5 separate regions of the Mus musculus genome follow, and all the other regions are linked to region 3. Evidence: chromatin contacts called from public HiCAR-type, HiChIP or PLAC-seq and Micro-C data. All regions are on one chromosome and are shown on one strand. Each heading gives the region's core, a stretch centred on a gene start, on an enhancer-like site or on the middle of the called end of the contact. The rest is flanking DNA. Distances are from core to core; before and after follow the strand shown. Region 1 holds the start of Usp30 (ubiquitin specific peptidase 30). Region 2 holds the start of Asphd2 (aspartate beta-hydroxylase domain containing 2). Region 3 holds the start of 2900026A02Rik (RIKEN cDNA 2900026A02 gene). Region 4 holds the start of Ficd (FIC domain containing). Region 5 holds the start of Selplg (selectin, platelet (p-selectin) ligand).

Region 1 (3,123 bases), core at 476-2,975, 880 kb before region 3:
CTGGTGCTCGCATGGCTTCTGGTGACCTCAACTCTGGTTTTCACATTTGTTGCTTATGCAATAGGCAGTCGAACACCTGAACCATCTCCCCAAGCTCTCCCTATTTACTTAATTAGGGTTTTGTTGTTGTTGTTGTTGTTGTTGCTCAGGCTGGCTCTGAACTCAAGAGTCCTCCTGGCTCATGAGCAATTCGTGACAGAGCGGTGGCACCAGGCCTGGCTTTAAAAATGGATTTCTCTTTGAGAATACGAAACAATACCACAAGAGGACATCTATATGTTCATACGATTAAAGATTTCTTCGTTCCAGGCTAGACTTGAAGGTGGACACTATTCTTTTTTCCCACAATTAAGAAAACTGCAGCAGTAATTCAAAACACAATTTTATACAAAGTTCTGTATCTCCAAGTAAGGCAACCCACACATACGTGCAACGTGTGTGTAACATGTACCCACATATATGTTGCATGTGGACATGTGTGTAATACGTTCTTACCTAATGCTTGGACTATATGAAGTTGATCACCTCCCCTGGTACCAGGGACTGACCCTAGCTAGGGCCTTATGCAGGACAGACAAATGCTCTACCACTAAGATCTGTCCCCCTAATTCTGCCTGCATGAATATTGGTCTCAGCTGAATAAACACTCCCTGAAAAGGATCACTAGTGACAACAGCAATCGTCAGACAACGGCCAGCATTCTCCGATGTCACAGCTAATTACCAGTTTCAAATCTTTTTGTTCTTCCAGGGTGAGTCCATAGAATGTGCACAGACCTTGGCTTAAAAAGCAGTCAGCGGGAGAAGGAGGGGGCCAGTTACAGCACACCTGCTCGGCACACACTCAACGAGGGAAACCGAGGCATGGTGTTGATTGACTAGTTCTTCTGCAGAACCGTACCATGAAGACGGTACGTGAGCCTGAGGGTGAGATTAAGCTGGCCACCAGCCCTGCTCTCAGGTCAGCTGTTAGGCCGCAAGGCCCAATCAAGCCTTCCTTCCCACCTGGTAAAATAGGGCCGCTGGGCGGAATAAACACGGGGTGGGGGGCTTCAGAGCCGGATAAGATGCTGTTAGACCTGCCCCGGTATCCAAGGTAGCCAACCCAAGCAACAGGTCCCAGCAGTCAGGGTGAGCAACGGGGGTGTGGCCCCAGGCCTTGGGAAGATCAACCGGGCTGGGGTGCAGACGGGGGTCCTAGCAGGAACGAAGAGCCTGGAATTGTCACAGCCTGGGGAGCTCAGCGGCTGGGAGCCTTCGGAAGCTTGGGAACCGGAGCGGTTTGGGATGCAGAAGTGAGAATCTCCAGCATGGCAGAGGTGGGAGACCGGCATCTGACAAACTGCGGGGGAGCAGCGGCGTGCAGATTGTGTGCCCGGAGCCCGAGTCTGGGGTCACCGCGAGGGGCTGCGGGGCGTCGCAGGCCGCGGCCACAGCAGGGACGAGGAGGCGACGCCGGGCCGCGGCCTCCGCCTCGGCCGGGTCCGCGCAGGCCTGGAGGCCCTGCGGCCGCCACCGCCACCCCGCACCCCCACCCACTCACCTGACGGCCGCCCCGGTGCGCAGGAAGCGCTGCAGGGCCTTGTCGGCCGCCGTCCTCGCCGCCTGCGCCCGGGAACTTAGCATCGCGCTCGCTGCCGCCGCCGCTACCGCTGCCGCCGCCGCCCCCCGCTCGCCCGCCCGCCGCAGCGGAATGAGGAGCCCAAGACAGGAGGCTCGCAAAGTGGAGGAACCCGCGGTGGCGACCCCGCTTCGGCGGAGGGGGGAAGAAGCCAGGAGGACGGACCGGAAGTTAGTCACACCGGACTGAAATAGTGAACGGACGACCCCTCCCCGGTTCCTTTGCTCCTAGCAACCGCAGCCTGATTCGTTGCTAAGGGAGGTTTCCCGGGGCCCGGGGACCACTTCGGAAGCTATGAGCCTTCGCATTTGCTCCGCCTCCAGGACGGAGCTTGGTTCATGTGGAAAGGCTGTTATTAAACTGGAAAATTTAAAAATAGATGGCTCTAGCTTTGATTTTTTAAAATGTGGGGTTAGCAAGATGGCTCTGTAGGTAAAAACAGCTGCCCCCAAATCTCACACCCTGAGTTCAGTGCCCAGAACCATACAGTAGAAGAGAACCAAAGTTATCAGGACCTTCCTATGTGTGCTGTGGTGCGCAACACACACACACGCGCGCGCGCACAAACACATGCACACATACACATGCATATGCCTGCACTTACACTCGTATATGCACACACATACACCTGCACACACGCATGCACATTTATACATAGATGCACACTTCACAATACACACACATGCATATGTGCACACATGCACACGCACACACACACGTATATATATACACATGCACACTACACATACGCACACATATGCACAGTATATATACCCATACACGTATACACATACATGCATGCATTCACATGCACACAGCACACATATACACGCGTGCACACACACACACCTATAAACATACAGATACATACAAATACATGCAAACACATGCACATACACTTGCATGCACATGTGCACACATATATACACATGCATACACAAGTGCACAGACACACAAATGCAATAAATTAAAATGCAGTGTCTTAGAAATCTGTTTCTATTAGGTTTATACAAAGTCCTAAACAGTCCCACACAAATGTTTGTGAATTCACTCTTTAAAACAGCAAAACATGGAAACAAACTAGATATTTATCAGCTGCAAATCTCCCTCTGTCATACATACAATAAAAAAGGTGTTAGAATTTTTAGATTCCTCTCTTGTGTGGGCATGCTGCTGTATGTGCTGCAGATCTTTATACCATTTCTCTTCTCAAAGCCGAACTGTGTGTGTTGAGTAACTCCCCCTTCCTGTCTTCTGTTCTAGTAATTTCCATTCTATTTCTATTCCTGTGAGGTTGAGGTTGGCTGTCTCAGGACAGGAGTCGCTCAGAGTTCTTTGGTGACTGTCTTAGCTCACTTGGCATAAAGTCTTTTTTTACAGGAAAGTAATATTCCATTGTAAGTACTAGTTTCTCTCTCCTGTCCATGTCTCAATGGACATTCAGGTTGTTTCCACTTCTTGGCAATAAACTCGGGCACATAACCCTCTCTTTCTGGTCTTGTT
Region 2 (2,797 bases), core at 238-2,737, 830 kb after region 3:
TGAGGCTAAATTTGGGCAACTTGCTAAATGTGAAGCAGGACACGAGCTGCATGCTTTCTCTAGCCACTCAGAGCAGTTACTCAGAAGGAGCAGGGTTGCCTTCAGCCCTCCGTCGTCAGCCCGGGATCGGCAACCGTCCTTAGTGCATTTTACAGGCTCTCAATCTATGTAAGACATATTCATGGTCTGATCATTTGTTCTCGGCCTATGGCACCGATTGTGGAGGCCCTGGAGTTTACAACGGGAGGTGGGTCTGGTTGCAGGAAGTAGGCGGGAGAGGTGGGTTTTGAAGGACAGACTGACCCTGGTTTTGCCCCAATTTCCTGAGCCTAGATCACACGCTTACAAGTGTAGCATCCCTCCATGCGTTTTCTGCCATAACGGACTGAAAACTTTTGACCTGTGAGCCCAGGTGAGCTTTCCCACCTCCATTGGTTTCTGTCAGGTGTCTTGGTGGCGTCCCCGCAAAAGAACCTTGCTGAACCAATGACGCGTTTTGAGTCACTGTATTAAAATAAAAAGTGGTGGTGGGGGGGGGGGGGGATGCTATTCTACTCCTGGAATTGTAACAAGGGCTTAAGGGACTAAGATGGAGACTCCAGGGCATGGAGTGGGTTCTGAGTCAGGAAACAGGGGTCCTGGGTGAAGCAAGTGGGTTCTCTATCACCAACTGTATAAGTGCGAGCTTGGGTGAAGGGCAGGGGGCTTCTGGGACAGACCCGAGGTGATTTTATCCTGGACAAAAATGAGGATTCTAGGCCAGGACAAAGATGCATGCTGGGATTGGAAGCAGTAGGTTCGAGGACAGACACAGATGGGCTGTGGGCTGGCATCCCACCCCACGCTCCCAGAACGCCCATGCACTGTTCCAAGGAGCCCACGCTTCCCTGGGCGCTCGCAGCGCGGTGTCCCTAGGCCAGGCTGAGCAGCCCCTTTCCCTCCAGTGAACTGGGCAGAACTGGCCGTGGCTAGCTAGACTGGGCCTCCCTGTGGGCAGGCGCCAGGTCTGCAACAGCTCCAGTCAGCAGCGCCCAGGCGGGGCCGGGAGCCGCGGATCTTCCAGGCTGTTCCATTTGCAATTTCATCCCACGTGTCCGCGGGGCCTCAGAAGTGTGTGTGGGATTCATCACAGGCAAGAGGGGCGAGGGGAAGGACACCAAGGGGAGGAGATGCGGAAGGGAGGACCGAGCGGAGGGGATGCAGGAGGGAGGGAGGGAGGAACAAAGGCGTCTGATAGGCGAAGCCCCCGGACCTGATGCGCGCACCCGATGCTCGGTGGGGCGGGACGCGCGGAGCCCCCCGCGGGTACGCGCGGCAGATGCATGCGCCGGGGGTCCCGCCCCGCCCCGCCGCCCCCTCCCCGCCGCCAGGCGCGCGCGGCATTGTGGGAGTTGTGGTCCTCGGGGTGGCGGAGCGCAGCGCGGGCGGCACCGGCTCGGCGGGGCTCGCGGCTCCGGCCGGGCGGCGGCTGCGGGCGCGGCAGGGGGCGGCCGCGTCCCTGGGGCAGTGGCGTCGCCCGGGTCCCCGCAGCCGCCCGCGCAGGTAAGCGGGGTCTCCAGGGCTGCGGGGCAGAGGAGGACGATGCTAGGGGCGCCCGCGCCTGCATCCCGGGCCGGCCCAGGGCCCGCGGTCGCCTAGCACCGGCTGCGTGCTGAGTGCCTCTCGAGCTGGACCGCGCAGCGCAGCATCACCCCCACCTTTTCTCCTCCCCCTCTTTCTCTCTTTCCAGCTTCCTCCTTCGCCTTTTCCCCTGATCCCCCATCCTCCTCAGCATCACCCACTTTGACCCACCTCCCTGTCCCGAGAATTGTCACGCGCCCTAAACCTCCTTCCCACTTTTCCAGGTAACCCTCACCTCACCATCTCTTCCCCTGACTACCTGCGTTAACGCATCTTTCTGACCTCTTCTGTCGTACTCTCTCCAGGGCCTGTGACACTGGCGGGAGACTGTGAGGAGGAAGGTCCCTAGAGGGGAGGGCTTGTCTCCGGACAGTTCTCTGCGCCCCCTGGTAGAGAGGATAGCAAGCAACACAGCTACCCCCTATCCTCTCCTGTGGTGTGCTGTACCTTGCGGGGGGGGGGGGGGGTTCGGGGTCGCCTGGCTTCACCTCAGGGTGACCCGGTCTCTTTGTCATCAGAAAGCTTCCTGAGCTGGTCATCTGATCCGGGTTAACTGGGTCAAGTGGAGACTGTCTCCCCAGGCATTCCTCACGTCAGAAGTTATCTTTGATCGGACTTGAATTTGTCCTTTATTCCCCAGAGCCGGCTGATCTTTGAGATCTGAGGTTCGGGGCTGCATGATGCCCGTTCCTGATGGGAACTGATCTGTGAAGAGAGCCAGAAGTGTGTGTGTCTACCTATTATCCTGATGCCACACACTCTACCAAAACCAGAGTTTGTTCTCTTGTCACAAATCAGCTCTGGACTTGTGTGTCCCTCCCTGGGCGAAGGGGCCGCCAGCCTCCTGGAACTCAAGTGAGTGGCAGGTCCCAGCTCCTTCTCTTAGTGCTGGATTTGGTCATGTGGAGAGGTTAGGCTCTCTCCTTGCTGAATGTTTACTGCTCTGTCTAAGGGAGGGCTCTTGTTTGCTTTGTCCGGAGCAAGCAAGGCTGTTCTGAGGAGGGGAAGGGCTGGCAGTGGAGAGGTATCCTATCCATCTGCTTTTGACATGAGCAGGTTGGTGGGAACTCGGTTTCTTGAGTCAGTTATTACCACTGACTGGGGCTCAGGACATCCGAAGAAACCTGGCTGATGAAAGCAGTTTTGGAGTTACAGTTTCCTCAGAGTCTATGAACAC
Region 3 (2,903 bases), core at 233-2,732:
CACAGAGAAACCTTGTCTCAAACAAAACAAAACAAAAGAAAGGAATAAACCATGTCCCATTTCTCAGGGGAGCATGAGTCATAAATATGATTCAATTTACACATGCGATGTTTCTCCCTAATGCTGGTGAAGTCCCGTGAGAACCTGGATCCATCAGCTCCCTCAGAGCGGAGTCCCCAGAGCCCAGCATAGAAAAGGTACTTAGCAAAGATGCATAGGCTGGCAGGGTAGCGTTCCAGAGATGTTCCAGCTACTGGGGTAAAGGAAGGGACTTGAGGAGAGAATGGGTTGAGTTCAGGAGCTCAAACCTGAGCAACAACATAGGGAGCCTCTGGGGAGAGGAAGAGGACTGGAGCACGAGGAGCTCGTTAGTGGTGGAATGCATCACTTTTGTAAGCCTAGAATTTATTTATTTTGTTTCTTTTTTTTAATTAGGAGCTCGTTAGTGGTGGAATGCATCACTTTTGTAAGCCTAGAATTTATTTATTTTGTTTCTTTTTTTTAATTAGGTATTTTCTTATTTTACATTTCAAATGCTATCCCAAAAGTCCCCCATACCCTCCCTGTCCCACTCCCCTACCCACCCACTCCCACTTCTTGGCCCTGGTGTTCCCCTGTACTGAGGCAGATAAAGTTTGCAAGTCCAAGGGGCCTCTCTTCCCAATGATGGCTGACTAGGCCATCTTCTGCTACATATGCAGCTAAAGACACGAGCTCTGGGGGTACTGGTTAGTTCATATTGTTGATCCTCCTATAGGGTTACAGACCCCTTTAGCTCCTTGGGTACTTTCTCTAGCTACTCCATTGTGTTTCATCCAATAGCTGATTGTGAGCATCCACTTCTGTGTTAGCCTCACAAGAGACAGCTATATCAGGGTCCTTTCAGCAAAATCTTGCTGGTGTATGCAATGGTGTATTTTATTTCTTATTGGTTATTTTATTTATTTACATTTCCAAAGTTATCCCCCTTCCCAGTTTCTCCTCCGTAAATCCCCTATCTCATCCATCCTTCCTGCTAGCGTTAATTTCCAACATGGTGTCCAACTTCCTCCAACTCCAGTTTCTGGGAATTTGTTGCCCTCTTCTGGCCTCTGTCAGCACCTGCACTTACGTGCACATATACACATATATCTAACAATAAAAGAAATAGTTTTGTTTTTAAGAGAAAGGAATATAAAAAGAAAGAAAAAAACCAAAACCATAGTGGTCGATATGATTAATGAAAACGAACAAGACAGCTGGTCAGGAATGCGCAGTAGCAGGGCCCTTGGTGGGCAATGCTCTGTCACCCCACCTCGGGGCACACAGTAGGTGCCTTGGCCGGCACCGTGGCGCAATGCCGCTTCCACCCGGCAGGGGGCGCGCCCCACATAGTCTCGCGGCTCCGGGCTCCCGCGCTCCGCCCCTCGCCGCTCTGCGCAGGCGCCACCGGGTGCGGTTGCCACGGCGACGGGGCGCTTCCCGCCCGAGCCCCGCCCCCCAGCGGCGAGGCTGCGCGCGCCGCGGCAGGTGCGGGCGGGCAGGTGCGGCGCCGGCGGGCCACTGCGGTAGGTGCGCGGAGGGCGCGGGGGCGCGCGGGCGGGCCGCGGGGGCGCGCGGAGACGCACGGGGACGCCCACTCCTGCCCGCGGGGCCGCGTGTAAAGTTGGCAAAGTTAGCGGAGGGAGGGCGAAACGGAGAGCGGGAGGAGCCGCGTGCGGAGTCCGGCTGCGGACTTGCTGGGGGAGGGGGGTGGATCCCGTTGAATCTGCGGCCGGGGAATGTCGGCGAAGGATGCCTAGGGCTGGCCCCCCGCTCCCTCCACGCGCGTCCGCGGCTCGCGCGTGTCTCGGGATCGCGCTGTGCAGGCCAGGGCTGACCCTTCCTCTGGCGGGGAAGCCGTGGCCTTTTGCTTTCGGAGGGACGGCGCCTGTTGCAGAGAGCTGTCCCCTCGAGGGCCTGCGGCTGGCGCTGGAGCCTGCGCCCTGTCCCCGGGGTCGCGCCCTCCGGGGTGGCGCGCGCACTGCCCTGGTCCGCGGTGACAAAGATGTGTAACTTGGACTTTCTTCCACTGGGGCGAGTTGCGGCTCCAGGCCACGCACAGAGAAGCGCTGGGACTGGTTAATCAGTAATCGGGACTCTAGGTGGAGGCTTCAAGCGGCCAACTTTCTCTTTGCCACCCCGCAGGGCAGGCGTGCGGCCAGGGCTGGGCTCTGCAGACACCGGTGCCTTGGTGGGTTCAGGGGAGACTTGAGGGCTTGGCAGGGGCGCACTTAGGCCCGAGAAGTGCAGAGTCTGGACGCGTGGTCCAGCCTTGCCTGCAGCTGTGTGCAGGGGTACATCGGAGTCAGCTTGGACCAGCCCAGAGCAGGTCAGAATCTGTTCTTCAGGGATGACTTTCTAGCCGTCTAGCCTGCTCCACGTCTTTGTTGATTTGTGATGTTGGGGAGCACCCTCACCCCAGACTCTGAGCTATACAGCCCCGCCCCCCCCCCCACAGAGTCACCAGAGGGCAAGGGAGTTCAGAGGTCAGTTGTGCATCCCTGGCATCTGACCCCTGCTAGCATCACCAGGAATCACCTAACCAACACACGGGATGAGCTGCCTCCAAACGAGTATGTCCGTTCATCAGTCATTCATTCATTAACAAATGGTTCTGTGTCAAGCACTAGGCTGAAAGTCAAGCCCGGAGGAGTGAACCCTGGGTCAATCTGGACGGAGAATGGGACAGCAGAGGAGGGGGCGTGGCTTGGGGCAAGAGGAGGATCATGGTCTGGGGCAGAGAAGGGTGTCAGGAATTGAACCCAAGTCCTCAGGCTTGTTGGCAAGCCCCTTTATCCACTGAGTCATATCACCATCCCGTGGTACTTCTTTGAGACTCAGGTTCTTTAACTGTAAAATGGTCCTCTCCTCCATCACGGGGG
Region 4 (2,955 bases), core at 285-2,784, 510 kb before region 3:
TGTGTGTCTCCCTCCAAATGCTGGGACACCCGTTCTCAGTCACTCATCAGACTGGAGTTCCGGACTGTCTCATTCACTGGGACGCCCTCATGCTTACACACACACAAACTGACAAGGCCAACCAAGTTGGCCAGCACACTCACCTGGAGACGCCGTAGTCTTGACTGTCAGCAGCCCTGCATCCCTGGAGGAGACACTGAGCTCTGTGCATAGGCTGGTGCACTTGGGGACCACAGGCTGTGCCCTGTCCAGTTTGCTCCTGAGCAGGTGGAAACCTCTGAGCACAGCCAGGCAATGCTCTTCCACAACTCCCAGCGGCAGCAGCAGAGCCAGCAGCGACCCCAGAGCCATGCTCAGCAGCGCCATCCACAGGAAACGGCCCCAGACGGAGACCCATTTGGGTTCGGCCACTGCCACCACCGACGCCATTGGCATGAGTATCATCTGGACTGAGGGCTGGGCCCAGAGCACTCGACACAGAGGAAAAGCTGGACCCTGCAAGGAACCAAGCATTGTAAAAGAATGAGGCAGTGGGAGTGGACCCGTTCCCAGATGGAGAGACCAGACACAGAATCGTCACACTTTCTAATTCATTAGGGACCACGGAAATGGGGGAGGGGTCTCATGGTGCAGGGCCAGCCTGGGAAGATTCATCCTAACCCATAGCTCCTCCGGGGTAGAGTGATAGGACTCTAATGCATTTATATATATTAACTTTCATAATCTCAGCCTACAACCCCAGGAGGTGATGTTTCCACACCGCCCTCCCCAGAGGAGATGCAATCAGAACTCAGAAAAGTGAAGTCGGGGACTTTTCAGCCCCCCTCTTAGTCCACTAGTCCACCACAAGCGACTATTGCCACAGGACACCTAGTGTTTGGGCTGTAACTCCTGCATACGCCCCTGGACACACACCACAATCTTCGATAAGGACAAATGTCTGGTGTCCTGATGTTACCATATGAATACCGACAGCCTCGGTGACCAATGTTGTGTCCCTTCTGCCCTTCCTTCCCTGGCTTGTCCATCATAGACAGGGAAACCCAAGGCCTGGCCAACAACAGTGGGTGATGATGCCCTACCTCAGCGAGGGCGAACACAAGCTTGGGGGCTGGCGGGGGATGGGGGGGGGGAGCGAGGGATCAGGTATGCAAATGCCATCTTGCCAACAATAAGCATTTATTGGGCAACTATGGTGTGCCGGACACTGCGCTGCCGGCCAGCCTTGCACGCTGTCAGCCCCCTTGCGAAGAGCGAGCAAGCTACCTGTAGCTCCCGGTTTACAGATGAGGGATGACGCCGTTCTGACAGGCGGCGCCGGAGCTCCGGGGCCTGACCCGCCACGTCATCACTTCGCGCGGCCTGTGCAGCGGCTCGAGCCCAGCAGACTTCGGCTTACTCCCGAAGCGGGGGGTGGGGTGGGGGGTGGAATGAGGCTGCCGCGAGCTCCCGCTACGAACCGGCCCAGGGCTCGTGCCCGCCTCCAGCATCCAAACCCGCGCGGCCGTTCCCCGCAGCCGCGGTCGCAGGCCCCGCCCCCACCACCTCGCCCCGCTCCCGTCGCCTCGCCATTGGACGGACGGCCGCCCTTGCCGCGGCGGATTGGCTGTCTCGACTTGTCCATCCGCCGCGCTTCCGGGTTCTAGAGCTAGCTAGAGCATCCCCCCGGGAAAGGCGCGCCGTGTGCCGCTTCCATTGGCTGTCGCTTGTGTGCATGGGGCGGGGTCGAGGCCACCGGCTAGGGCGAGCATTTGCGTCCTGTTTTCCCGTCCCAGCATCTGCTACCTTCCTGGGCCTCCACCTAGGCTCTGTGTGCTTCAGTTTCTCTGGTGTGCAATGGCAGTAGCCACATCACCAAACGTTTCCCACTTCTTAGTCCCGGTTTCACCGTTTGTCCCTTTTCTTTACCCCCTTTCTTGTCCTCTCTAATCTACTTTTGTTTTTGAGATGGCTTCGCACCGTGTAGACCAGGCCTGGCTAGGAATTAATTCACGGTGTAGCCCAGGTTGGTCGGGACTTACTGTGTAGCCCGAGCTGGCTTAGTATTCAACCCGGGTCATTTTGAGCCAACATGCCCTCCTGACCTTTTTTAGTTTGCATTCTCTGGAGCGGCTGGCTATGGCTTTTTGTTTACCAAATTAAGTTTTCTTTGGTGCAGAGGGCAGGGCTCCCATCTCAACCCACAAATATTGAACCGGAAGCTCCCAGGGCCTGCTTTGAGAGGTTACTGGGCACACTCTGGAGTCAGACGGCCCACAGATTCAGATTTTTGCCCTCAGTCTCTTGTGATCTTGGATCAGTTTTCTCAACGGCAGAATGGGACAACAGCTCACATCTCTTAATTAAAAAAAAAAAAAAAAGTTCGTGTGCGCGCACGTGCACAGAGATCAGTTTGCAAACCTGGGCTTTCTCCTTCTACCATATGGGTTTGTGGATTGAACGCAGGTCACCAAGTTTGGCTCCTACCTGCCTTAGCCCTCAGGTTCTGGATTTGGGACTCTTTTCATGGAGCCACACAGCCCTGGGTTCGCATCCCAGCTCTGCCACTAGCAGACTGACTTGGTGGTGTCAATCTACTTTACTGATCTGTCACCTGCAGGTAGCTTAAATTGGTCTGGGACTCACTGTATAGGCCAGGCTAGCCCCAACCTCCCGCCTCTGCCTCTGCCTTCTGAGTGCTGGGATTAGAGGCATATACCACCAAATCCGGTTTCAGCCTGCTTTCTTATAGAACCCCCTGACCAGCCCAGGGATGGCTCCACCCACAATGGGCGGGGCCTTCCCCCATCAATCATTAATTAAGAAAATGCCCTACAGTTGGATCTTATGGAAACATTGTTCTCAATTGAAGTTCCTTTCCCTCCAGATAACGCTAGTGCGGTGATTCTCAACCTGTGGGCCATGACCCCACAGGGCTCTCATATTAGCTATTTACATTACATTACGATTCATCAC
Region 5 (2,821 bases), core at 280-2,779, 610 kb before region 3:
CTATGTGACCCTGGTTGGCCTGGCACTGTATAACCCAGACTGGCCTCAGCCTTTCAAGTTCTGGGACGACAGGCACACACTACCTCACCCTCTGGCTTTTGTTTTTAAACAACTTTCATGCAAGGCAGGGTATGGCCTTCTCTCTACAAGAGTCCTGAGCCTGGCTTTGCAAAACTGCAGGGCAGACCCTGGAGGCTAATCCCTTTGTCCACTTCCAGATCCACACTGTGCATGCTTGACCTCCAGTCTTTACCTCATCTATCTCACCTCATCTCCTGCCTGACCCCGTAGCTCACCCTGGAGTGTCGCTTTTACTGGAGGGTATGTGGTCATGGTCTACCAGCCTGTTTACTGGCTGGCCTCACCATCCCATGGACAAGGGGGATTGTATGAGACCAAGGCTGCTGATCAACCTGAGATACAGGCAAAGGAAATCTGTTGGGCAAAGGAACAGATAAGGGAGAAATCCATTGGGGAATGACCCTCCCTGTCTGGCGAGTCCTTGACTGTTGGATTTTTCATGGAGCAGTTAAGACAGGGTCTTACTTTTTTGTTGGTTTGGTTTGGTTTGGTTTTTTGGTTTTTTGAGACAGGGTTTCTCTGTGTAGCCTTGGCTGTCCTGGAACTCACTCTGAGATCAGGCTGGCCTCAAACTTAGAAATCTGCCTGCCTCTGCCTCCCAAGTGCTGGGATTAAAGGTTCGAGCCACCACTGCCTGGCGAGTAACTTTAGCCCAGGCTAGCCTCAGACCCACAGTACTCTTCCTGCTTTGGCATCCCCACCACTAAGATTAAAAGTGAGAGCCACTACACCCAGTTATGTAGAACCCTGTGAGAGGAAAAGCCTCGTAGCCCCAGAGAAAGGAGGATCCTGAGGCCAAGCTGAGCTGTGGAGACGTGGAGAGGTTGGGGAGTATGCACAAGAATGCATGTGACTCACACACAAGCACATGTACAAACACACGTGTACATGCATGCACACACGTACACAAATGTGCATATACACATGTATACACACATGCACACATGAGCATGCACATGTACAAATGCATGCACATACACACATGAGCATACACATGTACAAATGCATGCACATACACACATACATACACACATGTGCACACAAGCACACACGTGTGCACACACCAGCATGCACACACACAAAAAACACTCTATGCATAAGCTCCAAAAAGGTGGGTGATTTGCAGTTCCTGCCCCTCTGCCTCCCATTCTCCATCTCCATTGAGACCCTCCCTCCCTTCTGTCTGGCCTTTGCCTCCATGGCAGGGGTTCTCTCTGGTTGCCTCTCTCCAGTTGCCCATAGAACAAGGCTGTGACTCTTCTCTGAGGTCTCATGTAGAGGTCCCCTCACAGTAAGCACCCCCCATACCTTCCTTGAACTTTCAAGATTGTTATCAGTCCCAACAAACCGCCATCACACTGCCCACCCAGCTTTAATCAGACTTGTCACCAAAGCTGTCACAAACAAGGGGGTGTGGGCGCGTCACGTGACCAGCCTGAGTAACCTCATTCTCGCTTCCTTCTTCCACACCCTGCCGTTGGGGGTTGGCGGGCAGATTGGGACCACAAGTGTCTGGCAGTGTGGACTGGGGCCCTGTCACTGAGGCAGAGTCGTTTGCTTCTGGGCCCTGAGGCAGCTGCCCCATGCTCTGTTGGGCACGGTAAGTCTGATTCGAAAAACCATGGGGAGTGGCTGGGGGCCCAAGGGACAAGGAGCCCGCCTTTGCAAGGTGCCTGGGCCCTTGTGAGTGGTGCTGACGTTCTGGGCCGAGGTCTCCCAGGAGACTTGGGCTTCTCCATCCTTAGCTGAAAATGCTCAGCTACTGCCTGTTTACCAGGCTGGCCTTGCAGTCTCTGTGTGGAGGCTCAGAGAAGCCCGGGTCCTCTGCCCTGAAACTATCCCACCCTTCCTCTCAACTGTGGGAAGCTCAAGGCCAGAGCTGAGACTGAGTCTGGACGAGTCGTGGAGTTTGTCTCAAGGTTGTTAAGGCATGAAACATTCTTTGGGATACTCTCTCTCTCTCCTCCTCTTCCCTCCCTCCCTCCCTCCCTCCCTCTCTCTCAAATCAGATATGGTCTCCATTTGTTCATAGGCTAGCCTGGAACTCTATGTAGCCCAGGCTAGCCTCTTGCCTTGGCCTCATGCTAGGGTTATATAGGGTTATATAGGTTATATGCACCACCATACCAGCCTTCTTGGATCTAAATTTTTATTTTCATTTATTATTATTTATTAACTATTATTTGCATATGAGCATATGGCATGGGCACTTGTGCGCATGAGCAGGCACATGAGTGTTATGCAGTATGTGTGGAGGTCAGAGAATAACTTGGGGGAGTCAGTTCTCTCCCACAGTGGGTTCTGGGAACTGAACTCAGGTCAGCAGGCTTCCCCAGCAAGCACTTTGACCCTCAGAGCCATCCAGCCTCCACTTTAATCCCTTTTTTCTTATTTATTTATTTATTTATTTATTTATTTATTTATTATATGTAAGTACACTGTAGCTGTCTTCAGACACTCCAGAAGAGCACATCAGATTTTGTTACAGATGGTTGTGAGCCACCATGTGGTTGCTGGGATTTGAACTCAGGACCTTTGGAAGAGCAGTCGGCAATCTTAACCGCTGAGTCATCTCACCAGCCCTGCCTTTTTTTTTTTCTTAATTAAATCAGATTGAGAAAACAGTACTTGTTCATAGGAAATTGTTTTTTTAAGTTGGTATTATCATTATCATTGCTATTATTTTATTATTATTATTAATTTTTTTCGAGACGGGATTTCTGTGTAGCCCTGGCTGTCC

Evidence for each region. A called contact is a pair of places that touch in the nucleus more often than the background predicts. HiCAR-type assays count read pairs that join an accessible place to other places. HiChIP or PLAC-seq counts read pairs in DNA pulled down with a chosen protein or histone mark.
Region 1: a contact with region 3 is called in a FOXA1 HiChIP or PLAC-seq map of pancreatic cancer cells. The contact joins the promoter of Usp30 here to the promoter of 2900026A02Rik in region 3.
Region 2: a contact with region 3 is called in a HiCAR-type map of astrocytes, with 4 times the contacts expected there. The contact joins the promoter of Asphd2 here to the promoter of 2900026A02Rik in region 3. A contact is called at or near these places in 2 of 484 Hi-C or Micro-C datasets (both in embryonic stem cells) and 2 of 115 datasets of contacts at active chromatin or transcription factors (astrocytes and forebrain).
Region 4: a contact with region 3 is called in a Micro-C map of embryonic stem cells, with 4 times the contacts expected there. The contact joins the promoter of Ficd here to the promoter of 2900026A02Rik in region 3. A contact is called at or near these places in 2 of 39 promoter capture datasets (embryonic stem cells and hippocampal neurons), 1 of 15 datasets of contacts at CTCF or cohesin (embryonic stem cells), 7 of 484 Hi-C or Micro-C datasets (the N1E-115 cell line, embryonic fibroblasts and embryonic stem cells), 2 of 115 datasets of contacts at active chromatin or transcription factors (astrocytes and embryonic stem cells) and 1 of 9 other capture datasets (embryonic stem cells).
Region 5: a contact with region 3 is called in an H3K4me3 HiChIP or PLAC-seq map of embryonic stem cells, with 7 read pairs. The contact joins the promoter of Selplg here to the promoter of 2900026A02Rik in region 3. A contact is called at or near these places in 1 of 39 promoter capture datasets (embryonic stem cells) and 1 of 115 datasets of contacts at active chromatin or transcription factors (embryonic stem cells).

Annotation. Positions count from the first base shown.
Region 1 is chr5:114,098,935-114,102,057 of GRCm38.p6, reverse strand. Usp30 (ubiquitin specific peptidase 30) reads right to left here and starts at 1,725. Exons shown (of 13, transcript NM_001033202.3): 1 at 1,543-1,725. The coding sequence starts at 1,625.
Region 2 is chr5:112,393,463-112,396,259 of GRCm38.p6, reverse strand. It overlaps Asphd2 (aspartate beta-hydroxylase domain containing 2), which reads left to right and starts at 1,487. Exons shown (of 6, transcript NM_001357013.1): 1 at 1,487-1,542; 2 at 2,261-2,475; 3 at 2,677-2,797.
Region 3 is chr5:113,219,855-113,222,757 of GRCm38.p6, reverse strand. It overlaps 2900026A02Rik (RIKEN cDNA 2900026A02 gene), which reads left to right and starts at 1,482. Exons shown (of 13, transcript NM_001375886.1): 1 at 1,482-1,547.
Region 4 is chr5:113,734,361-113,737,315 of GRCm38.p6, reverse strand. It overlaps Ficd (FIC domain containing), which reads right to left and starts at 1,534. Exons shown (of 3, transcript NM_001010825.3): 1 at 1,267-1,534; 2 at 144-495. The coding sequence starts at 444.
Region 5 is chr5:113,829,209-113,832,029 of GRCm38.p6, reverse strand. Selplg (selectin, platelet (p-selectin) ligand) reads left to right here and starts at 1,529. Exons shown (of 2, transcript NM_009151.3): 1 at 1,529-1,681.